Linked DNA regions of Gossypium hirsutum: all the other regions are linked to region 2. The links are chromatin contacts, called in public Hi-C maps. All regions are on one chromosome and are shown on one strand. The core of a region is the stretch at or near the end of the contact, and the rest is flanking DNA. Distances in the headings are between cores, read along the strand shown.

What was found. Hi-C and Micro-C count contacts between places; a contact is called where the count stands out from the background.
Region 1: a Hi-C map of leaf shows a contact between it and region 2, with 1.9 times the contacts expected there. The contact joins the promoter of LOC107961713 here to the promoter of LOC107901637 in region 2. A contact is called at or near these places in 15 of 34 Hi-C or Micro-C datasets (anther, callus, hypocotyl and 3 more).
Region 3: a Hi-C map of leaf shows a contact between it and region 2, with 2.8 times the contacts expected there. The contact joins the promoter of LOC107901642 here to the promoter of LOC107901637 in region 2. A contact is called at or near these places in 9 of 34 Hi-C or Micro-C datasets (callus, hypocotyl, leaf and 1 more).

Annotation. Positions count from the first base shown.
Region 1 is chrD06:26,384,376-26,387,461 of Gossypium_hirsutum_v2.1, reverse strand. LOC107961713 (probable WRKY transcription factor 17) reads right to left here and starts at 1,352. Exons shown (of 3, transcript NM_001327715.1): 1 at 620-1,352; 2 at 1-118. The coding sequence starts at 1,344. LOC107963026 (ATP synthase subunit gamma, mitochondrial) reads right to left here. Exons shown (of 6, transcript XM_016899626.2): 6 at 2,991-3,086.
Region 2 is chrD06:26,173,155-26,176,748 of Gossypium_hirsutum_v2.1, reverse strand. It overlaps LOC107901637 (probable sarcosine oxidase), which reads left to right and starts at 1,565. Exons shown (of 1, transcript XM_016827710.2): 1 at 1,565-3,244. The coding sequence starts at 1,869. The coding sequence ends at 3,107. It overlaps LOC121218339 (a long non-coding RNA gene), which reads right to left. Exons shown (of 3, transcript XR_005914575.1): 3 at 3,351-3,561.
Region 3 is chrD06:26,012,279-26,015,477 of Gossypium_hirsutum_v2.1, reverse strand. LOC107901642 (serine/arginine-rich splicing factor RSZ22) reads left to right here and starts at 1,663. Exons shown (of 6, transcript XM_016827713.2): 1 at 1,663-1,820; 2 at 1,972-2,082; 3 at 2,236-2,324; 4 at 2,893-3,121. The coding sequence starts at 1,994.

The sequences.
Region 1 (3,086 bases), core at 103-2,602, 210 kb before region 2:
TGGGGAGCCTTTGATTGGCTTTTGCCCGTATTTCCTCCATGAATACTCGTCTGGTGGAATATCGGCGATCTTCGAACTTATGGCAGGAACCCTTATTACTTTCTTCACCCTATTTTTCCTGAAAATTATTCAAGTAACCAATACACAAACCGTAAGCAATAATTTGACCTAAAATAATAAATAAAGTGGAGTAGGATTCCCTATCATGCACCGCCAGTTCTATGGTCCCATATATTTAACCAAAAAGAAAAGTCAAACTTGAAAAGCATCTCATAAGACAAAATAGTTGTAACACCGAGGTTCAGAAATTTGATTGCCACTCCCAATTAAATTTACAGCTTTTCTGGTTACCGCGCGCGCTCTATCATTTAATATGCCTAAACTGTTCAACAACCCCCCAGGCTTTGACCAATAATTCGCCCCACGATCTACATGATATTGATTCCAGCTAAACTCGGCCGGTTTCAAAGCAACTCGACTCGAGTTATCTCATTAAGTTACTTTAAATTATTCGACTTTGAATTTTGTTTACGGTATCCCATAAAAGTCAAAAACCTAAACTGACGGTTAAAATATGCCATGAATTGGAGGATAAAACTAGGAAAACAATATTATATACCTTCGCTTTGAGCAATGGCACTTGCTGTTGCCGGAGCCAGATATCTTGCCGGAAACGTTATCGGAGTGGTCATGTTCATGGCATCTCTTCTTGAACGGTGTCGACGATAGCGGCGGCTTTCCCGTCGAAACGGCCAGCGCCGGCGCCAAGAATAGAGATGATCCCTGCTTCCCGTTCGAGACGCTGCCGTCTCCGGTGATGGCAGAAGACATAAACGAAGAGTTAGAGGAAACGCTAAAGCTTTCTTTTGTGAACTCCAACTCGGTACTTTTACCGTTGGAGCCAAACAAATTAGGTTTTGTGAAGTCCAGAGTCAAACTCTGCGGCTGCGATTGAACGAAGCTAGAAGGACTGATAACCGAAGTACCGACCACCGCCGTATTTATGGTCGCCGGCGTTGAGATCGCAGCAGAAGTTAGAGTTAGATTGTTTTGAGAATTCGGAACAGACAGAGAAGCAGAGGATGATGTCGAGGGGGAAGACGAGGAAGAAAGGGGTTGAATCGGCCCGCGTCTGAACCGGGCGTGACCGGTTCTGTTGAGAAGTGAGATGACCTTTTTGAATTTAGAGACGGTGAGATCGGCGAGGTCGGTGCAGTCGACGTTGTTGGACTGGTGAGAAAGGAGACGGATCAGGTGCTCCATGCCCTTCAAGCCTAGCGATGCAGCCTCTTGTACCGCCATCTGATCATCCATCTTCGGAAAACTCATCAGATCCACCGCCATTTTGAGGTCAAAGAAACAGAAACGAAGCTTTGCAGGGAAGGTAACTTGAGAGGTCAGCAAGTTATTGAAGCCTGAGAAAAAGGAAGGGAAGAAGATGGAAGGCAAAGAGTTAGAGCTGAGGGAGCAACAAGGGTTGATTATAAAGGTTGAACGATGACCGGGTGACCGGGTAATAGAAATGATGGGAATCCATAGTGGAGTTTTAGTCCAACGGCTAAGATTGATTTTAAGAATTTCTTGGAGAAAGCTTTGATAATTGTTGGGTCTAAATTGTATTCTCAGTCCCTGTACTGATTACACATTTTAAATTTAATCTCTAGTTTTATTTTCTAATTTAATAATTGACGTGCAATCTAAAAACTTTAATTAAACTGGCTTATATAGCATTTTTGTAAAATAAAGTTGATTCTATGGCCAATATAAAGCCACCCAAAATCTATGGTTCGTTATATATATTTAAAACCGTGTTAAAGAAATATAATTTTAAATTTAATATGTAATCCAATTTAAAGATAAATTTTTTATAATGATTATCAATTCAACTTGAATTATTAATTTGGAGTAGATTTTTTAGATTAAAAGGAAAGAGAAGAGAGAGCAAGACCAAAATTAAACCAAATTGCTTTTGTATCGTGTTGTTGTTGTTTTTCTTGGAAGTTTTGGACCCAAGGTGATGTAAGATTTGGTTTTGGTCCAAAGGAGAAAATGAGGGGTTTGAAATAACTCAACAACGTTGACAATGAACATATAAAGTAGAAGCTCTCGCTATTACTAATCAAATTTAGGTTTCTTTTATATTCGTTTTATTTCGAAGTTGGTACATGAGTTTTTCCTCCTTAGGCATGGAGAAGAGGAGTCGTTATGTATCATACTTCATTTTAATTTTCCTTTCTTGACATGCAAATATTTATAGGCATGGGTTAAGGTTTGATCGAACTCTTAGGTGATGGGTGAAGTCAATTTTAGTTTTTATATTATCCTTTCGCCTTGAAACTCAAAAGGAATGGCAAAATTTAAATCAATTTTCATATTAGACAAAACAAAACTTGAATGGATGATATCTAGAAACACTAGTGTTAGTTCTTTTTTTTTTAATTCATATTGAAAAAGTCTTAAGCCAATCAAATCTGTTGATAAAAAGTTGAAATATGTTAGATTTAAACAAATATTACATGAACAAGAATTTCAAAGACAGGCTCAAAGCTGACTAAAAGTCGGGAATCACGTGTAGTCCTTCCCTTTTTATTAATATAAAACAGTTGACCAACTTTTTTTATTTTTAGTTTTTCTACAAAACCGGATGGTGCCGGTAATTCTTTTCTTAACCCTTCCATTTTTTCTTTTTACACTAATTCATGCTGTATATGTTATTTTACAGTAACAAGAACACATAAATAAATCAAGAAAAAAAATTATGTATAATAAATTTGTTTGTTATCGTGTCATGACATGCTTCTATTGAACTTCAGATTTCAGGAAGTTAGATTACCCCAAGGTGATTTCTATTACTGGTCTATACTTCGACAAACACTCTACTTACCATTGCATACTGTAGTAATGCAAATTACTTTTTTATTCCAAATATTATGAACACAATTAATCAGTAGAGTTTATTTCCTCAATTATCAATATTTTAATGTAATAAATATAAAATTTCCTGAAATATTATTAAGAAAATATATAGCATTAGCAGCACAAATTCTGAGATTTATTCCTTCAGTACCATCCTGTAATTTGGATGG
Region 2 (3,594 bases), core at 316-2,815:
AATACAAAAAATATAAAACTTATTAAATAAAAATCAGGGATTATATATAATCAAAATTAAGCCTTAAAGTCAAACTCAATATCATTTAAACACGAATAAAAGCCCAAAACTCATAATTCCCATAATATTCTCGTCCTAAAAATTATGCTTATGCAATCTTCACTAAAATGGTCATAACTCGAGCTACCGAGCTCAAAATAAGATGATTCAAAATGAGTTTTGAATCTAAGAGATCGATCTTTCATCAATCAGAAGACATCTTGACTAAAAAAATGCCTAGATTTCATTAAGAAATGCATTGCAAGTTAGCTGATTTTTAAAATTTTAAAATTAACAACTTGAGTGAACTAAATTTAAAGGATGTCACCCTATCTACGCATGTATTAATCTAAATATTAAGATTGAACATTAAAATCAAACTCAAATATTAAATTAAGATAAAAAATTTAAATATCTAATTAAATATTAAAACTAAACTCAAACATTAAATACCACATTAGACTTAAATCATTCTGAGCTTGCAAGTTGTAAGAAGTTCTGATTTGGGAGGACAATAAAGATGAGTGAATATGTTATTGTTAGTGGGTCAAATGTTTAGTCATTGATGAGTCAGCCATGCCATATTCAATTTGTCGTTATGATAGATTGATGTTACAATGCCAGTCTGTATGTTGCAGAACATACTGAATATTCAAAATCATTTCAATTGTGATTGCATTAGGTCATCCAAGACCCTCCATTTTTGGAACGTGCTTAAAGCAAACACCATGTTATTAATTTCTAAGCATACATGCATAAATAAACTGAGCTTATAACTATTAAATGTATCAAATAATAATACTAAAATGGGCCATCATAGAAAGCAAAAGATGAATTAACCATAAAAAAAAAAGAAAAAAGAAAAAAAGAAAGGGATAAATGGATGGTGACAAAAAATGAGGGGTGTTGCACAAATAAAGCTGCCTAATATGACAAAGGGATTGGCTTTCCAAGAGATTCTCATTATCAACTCTTTTTTTAAATGATAATGCCCCTTTTTTTCAATAAAGTCCTATCAATGTGCAGCAAAAGTATAATGTTTTCCTTGCACTTGATTTTGATGCCATTCACAAAGCGAAATCATACGAGCATTAATTATGCTCATTGTTCTTGTATTTCTGTTATATTTAGTGCATTGACTTAACTCAAAATTGAATTATGTGATTTGTTTTTTTTTAAATGTTTACGTGGTTAAATAAGCAAATATGGTGTTGTAAGATTATTCATACTTTTATTAAAGAAAAATTAATTTCAAAACATTGGGTTTTATTAAGAAAAACACAAGATCTTTTTTATTAATAACAATAGTCATGGGTAAAAAATAATCATAAAGTTCAAAAGTTTGAATCTTTGAATCTTTTTTATTGTGCAAATCAAGCTTAATTCAAGTTTAACTCGAACAGAAAATGCTTACAACACACTTTAATATAAATATTTTAATGATTTTATTAATTAAAATATAATTATTAATTGAACAGAATTGAGGGATTTTATAGAATTAAAAAGAAAGGACTGAATTTAAAATGTGAAAAAAATACATGAACTGGGAGCATAATTAGAACATGAAAAGTTCCAAATATATTGCTTACCAACTTTCGTATGTATTACGGAATTTAGCATTAATCTTTAGTCAAATCAGGAAGAAACAAACAACATATGGCAATAATGAAATTACCTCCCAAATGTGGGCCTTTTTTTACATTAAAATATCATTTTAGATGCCTACTGCTATTGGCTAGTACTACTATATATGCCACACTCTGCGAAATAATAACTAAGCCAAGTTGAAAGGAATAGCTAAACCCCCTTTCTGTCACTGTAACAGTGCGATGAATACGGGATATTCGGACAATGAATTTGACGTAATCGTCGTAGGGGCGGGCGTCATGGGGAGCTCCACGGCGTACCAACTAGCCAAAAGAGTCCAAAAAACGCTACTCCTCGAGCAGTTTGACTTTCTCCACCATCGAGGTTCCTCTCACGGCGAGTCACGCACCATACGAGCAACGTACCCTGAAGACTACTACTTCGGCTTGGTCGATGAGTCGTATCGGTTGTGGGAGCAGGCTCAATCTGAAATCGGGTTCAAGGTTTACTTCAAGGCCCAACAGTTCGACATGGGCCCATCCGACGCCAAGAGTCTCCTTTCTGTGATCTCTACTTGTAGAAAGAACGGCATCCCGTACCAAGTCCTCGATCACCGGCAAGTCGCTGAAAGATTTTCCGGACGGATCGATATACCAGAGGACTGGATTGGCGTGTCGTGCGAGCTTGGCGGCATCATCAAGCCCACCAAGGCAGTGTCAATGTTCCAAATGCTGGCTTTCAAGAATGGTGCATGCCTTAAGGACAACATCAAAGTGGTTAGCATAAACAAAGATGGTGACCGAGGATTGAAGGTAGCTGCAAGCAATGGTGAAATTTTTTGGGGTAAAAAATGTGTGGTGACAGTGGGTGGTTGGATGAGAAATTTGGTTAAAACGGTGCGCGGCATTGAACTTCCTATCCAACCATTGGAAACCAATGTATGTTATTGGCGGATTAAGGACGGACACGAGGTCGAGTATGCAATTGGAAATGATTTTCCGACGTTCGCTAGCTACGGACATCCATACATTTATGGCACACCGTCACTGGAGTACCCAGGGTTGATTAAAGTAGCAGTACATGGAGGCTATCAATGTAACCCAGACAAAAGGCCATGGGGACCAGGACTTGTGCCCGATTCATTAAAGCAATGGGTTGAGCAAAGATTCAAAGGGAAAGTCGATTCGAGCAAACCAGTCATGACTCAATTGTGTGTGTACTCGATGACACCTGATGAGGATTTCGTGATCGATTTTTTGGGAGGGGAGTTCGGGAAGGATGTGGTGATCGGAGGTGGATTTTCAGGTCATGGGTTCAAGATGTCACCCGCGATAGGGAGGATATTGGCTGATTTAGCGCTTATAGGAGAGGCAAAGGGAGTTGAGCTAAAACAGTTCAGGATAGCAAGATTTGAGGAGAATCCTAGAGGGAACATTAAGGAATATGAAGATCAAGTTGAGTTATTAAAAAGTACATTGTGAATATTTGATTCTGTATGTGTTTTTGTTTCAATTGCCATCAGCATCACCCTACCAATCTTAGCTTCATTTTCTTTAGCTCTAGAATGAATAATCATCAAGAAAAATAAATAAAACTTCTATCATGTTGATAGAAAAAATTGCTCTTGAAAAGTGATTTAAGTATAGACACCCAAGTATTTTATCCAATCTACTAATTATTTAGATTAGAAGAATTTTTATTGCATTAATTTAAATTGAGTCATGTTTTAAAAGTTTTGGGCTTTAACCCAATGGTATGTATATATAAAAAGCCCTTTGACTTTCACAAATTATGCATTTCGGTCCCTCACATAGTCACCATCTCATCAACCGATTACTGCCACCACCATACCCTCTGCCGACAAATCCCATCAACCACCCTACTGCACACACCAGCTTCACCAAAGTCCCACGCCAATGCTCCGTTATAAGCACCCTGCAACAAGAAGAAGTGGAGGTTAGCAAAATT
Region 3 (3,199 bases), core at 414-2,913, 160 kb after region 2:
ATGGTTTTGATTAAGTTCAAGAGTTTAAATTTATTTTTAAAATTTTGTCAAAAATATTTTTAAGTGTTTAAAGCATTTTCTAAAATGTTTAGAAGTTTTGAAATATTATTTATGCTTTGAATTCTTTATTAAAAAATTTTTTATATTTTAAAGATATATTTATTATATCAAAATAATTTATGAAATAAAGTTAGTTCAACAAAATTATTTTATATATTTCTAACCAAACTATCCTTTCAAAATATTTAATTTTGAAATATCTTTATAAATTTTCCTATTGAAATTTAAATTTAATTTTTTAAATTACTCCTTGAATACTTTTTTATTTTTCACATAAATTCAAACATAGTGATTTTAAAAAAAAAAATAATCGTTCCATCTATTTATAAAGATTGACAACCTATAAGGAACACATAAAACCCAATAAAAATAAATAAAATTTACCAAAAATGTCACTTTTAAAAAAATATAGTTGAAAATAAAAATCAAATTTTAGTAATTTGATAAATTTAATTATCTTAAATTTGAAATTTAAACGGAAGGACAAACATATTAAGATAATTAATATAAGTAAATATTTTGTAATTTATTATATTTATTTATTATTTTATCCATTTAACTATTTTTAAATGTTTGATAATATATAATCAAGATGTAAAAAATGTAAAAAAAACATTGTTAAAAATCATTTAAAAATTATAATATTTGGTTTTCTAAATGTTAAAATTTGATAATTTATTTTAAAATTAATAAAACGGTAATAATTAATTGATAGATCAGTATAAATTAAAAACCATGAAAAATAATATAAAAAAGTGAAAAATAAATATAAAATTTATATTATTATTATTAAAATATTTAATATTTTAAACGAAATATAAAAAATTAACAAAATTATCTATTTAAATTTATCAATTACTTTAAAATTTTTAATACTATTTAATTTCTAAATATAAAATTTAGTATGATAATAAGATATTATATAAAAATTAGTCATTAAAATAATATTATACATATTATATAATTTTAAAATTTTACAAAGATATTGATTTTTATTTATTGATTTTAAAATTTAATTATTTATACATTTTTAATTACGCTTAAATAGTGTAAATTTTTAAAATTATAAATACGGAATTGGAGTTTTACTTTACAACAAATAAATTTTATTAATATAAATATATATTTAATGATTTCATATAATTTATTTTTTTACAACACATAGAGAAAAAAAGCTTCTCTATGACATATAATTTAATAATATTCATAATATCTTTTTGTTATATTAAAATTTATTAATATTAAATTATAAGATAATATTTTTTAATTTTATTTAAAATATTTTAATTAACTAAAAAATATATATTAAATAAATAAACTAACCCATGCATCACTGGGTAACAATATATATATATATTTTATAGTTAGGACCTAATTCGATGGGTTAAAGCATAGGGTTGATGGATTAAATCGATTTTCCAACATTTAACAGAATCAACCGACTGCTATCCATCGAGCATAAGGGGTTGGGTCAAATAGTTGAGCAAATTGGGCATTCTATTTCTTGGTGGCCTTTATGGCTCAATAAGAATACTACAGGGGCAAAATCGTTATTTTCGTTTTGAACTGAATCTGAAATAAAGACTGTCAAGCAAGGGTAATCTTGGAAACTTCGTATGCGCTCTAAACTCTATTAAGAGTTTTTCTTTTTTAATTTCGACGTTCATAACTCTTTTTTCTTTTTCTAAAAAATCAAAATCCCTAATTTCCCCCGCTGCTACTGCTAGGGTTTCTTTCTCTTCTCTCTCGCAACTCACCAGGTTTAACTTTTAGATCTCTCTTTTACGTTCAATTTTGGCAGTTTGTTTTTACATCTATCTTGATTTATTTCGTTGTTAGGTTTTACAATTGTTTTTTGGGGATTTTGGTATTGAAGTGAGACTTGAAATAACGTGAAATTTGTTTTGATAGGTTTCTTTGGAGAAAAAAAGAAATGTCTCGAGTTTACGTGGGTAACCTTGACCCACGAGTTTCGGAGCGAGATCTTGAAGACGAGTTTCGTGTCTTTGGAGTTATTCGAAGGTAGAATAATATTGTTGTACCTCTCTTTTCTTTTTGTCTTCTTTTTTACTGCTACATTGTGAGCAACAATTGTTTGTAATATGCACCTTTCCAGCACGTTTTTCTGTCATAATTTTATCCAATTTCGTCTTTCTGATTTGATATATATTGCAGTGTGTGGGTTGCTAGAAGGCCACCAGGTTACGCTTTCATTGACTTTGATGATCACAGAGACGCCGAGGATGCAATTCGTGAATTAGATGGTATTCCAACCAGATTTCCTCATTTCTGATTATGACACTAATTGCATCCTAAATTTTCTGTCTTGTTAGTTGTGGGTTTTTATTTTTTATTTTTTTGTATTGGAAACAAATTATGCCAACCTAGTTTTTATTTTTCTAAGTATTCCTCCTTGGTTAGGAGCTAATGCATTGTTATTGATCTGCTCCTTTATGAATAAGAAAGATTAGTGATGAAATTCATAATTTGATAGTCTCATAATTCTTTAGATTTGGATTTTTTTAATGAAGAATGTGCCTTTAACAGCGTTTAACCTTCATGTCTATTTGTGGAGGAAGTTTGTGTGAGCTGTTAGACCAGAATTAAGCTGCCCATGTGGCTGTGTTATGTTTGACATTTCTCCAATTTAGTTTTATATATTAATTCAAAATTCTGTAAAACTTGTTGGTGGGACATGGTTTTATCTCATTCATCCATCCAGTTGCTAGTTTCTGATTTTTGTTTTCTTAATAGCATCTTTTAACAAGCATACAGTTATCATTTGAGATTCACAGACTATACTAGCTTTATAAGTCTCATATTTGGATTTAGGCAAGAATGGCTGGAGAGTTGAGCTTTCTCATAATTCTAGAGGCAGAGGAGGACGTGGAGGCGGAGGCGGAGGTGGAGGTGGTCGGGGACGGTCGGGTGGTTCTGATTTGAAGTGCTACGAGTGTGGTGAGGCTGGTCATTTTGCTCGAGAATGTCGTACACGTGGTGGTTCCGGAAGACGTCGCAGCCGCAGCCCTAGATATCGTAGGAGCCCAAGCTATGGGCGCAGGTAAGGCCTCCTAAGCAAAACATTGCCTTCTATTCATGATTGATTGAAGTTTTACAATCGAATGACACTTTTTAATTC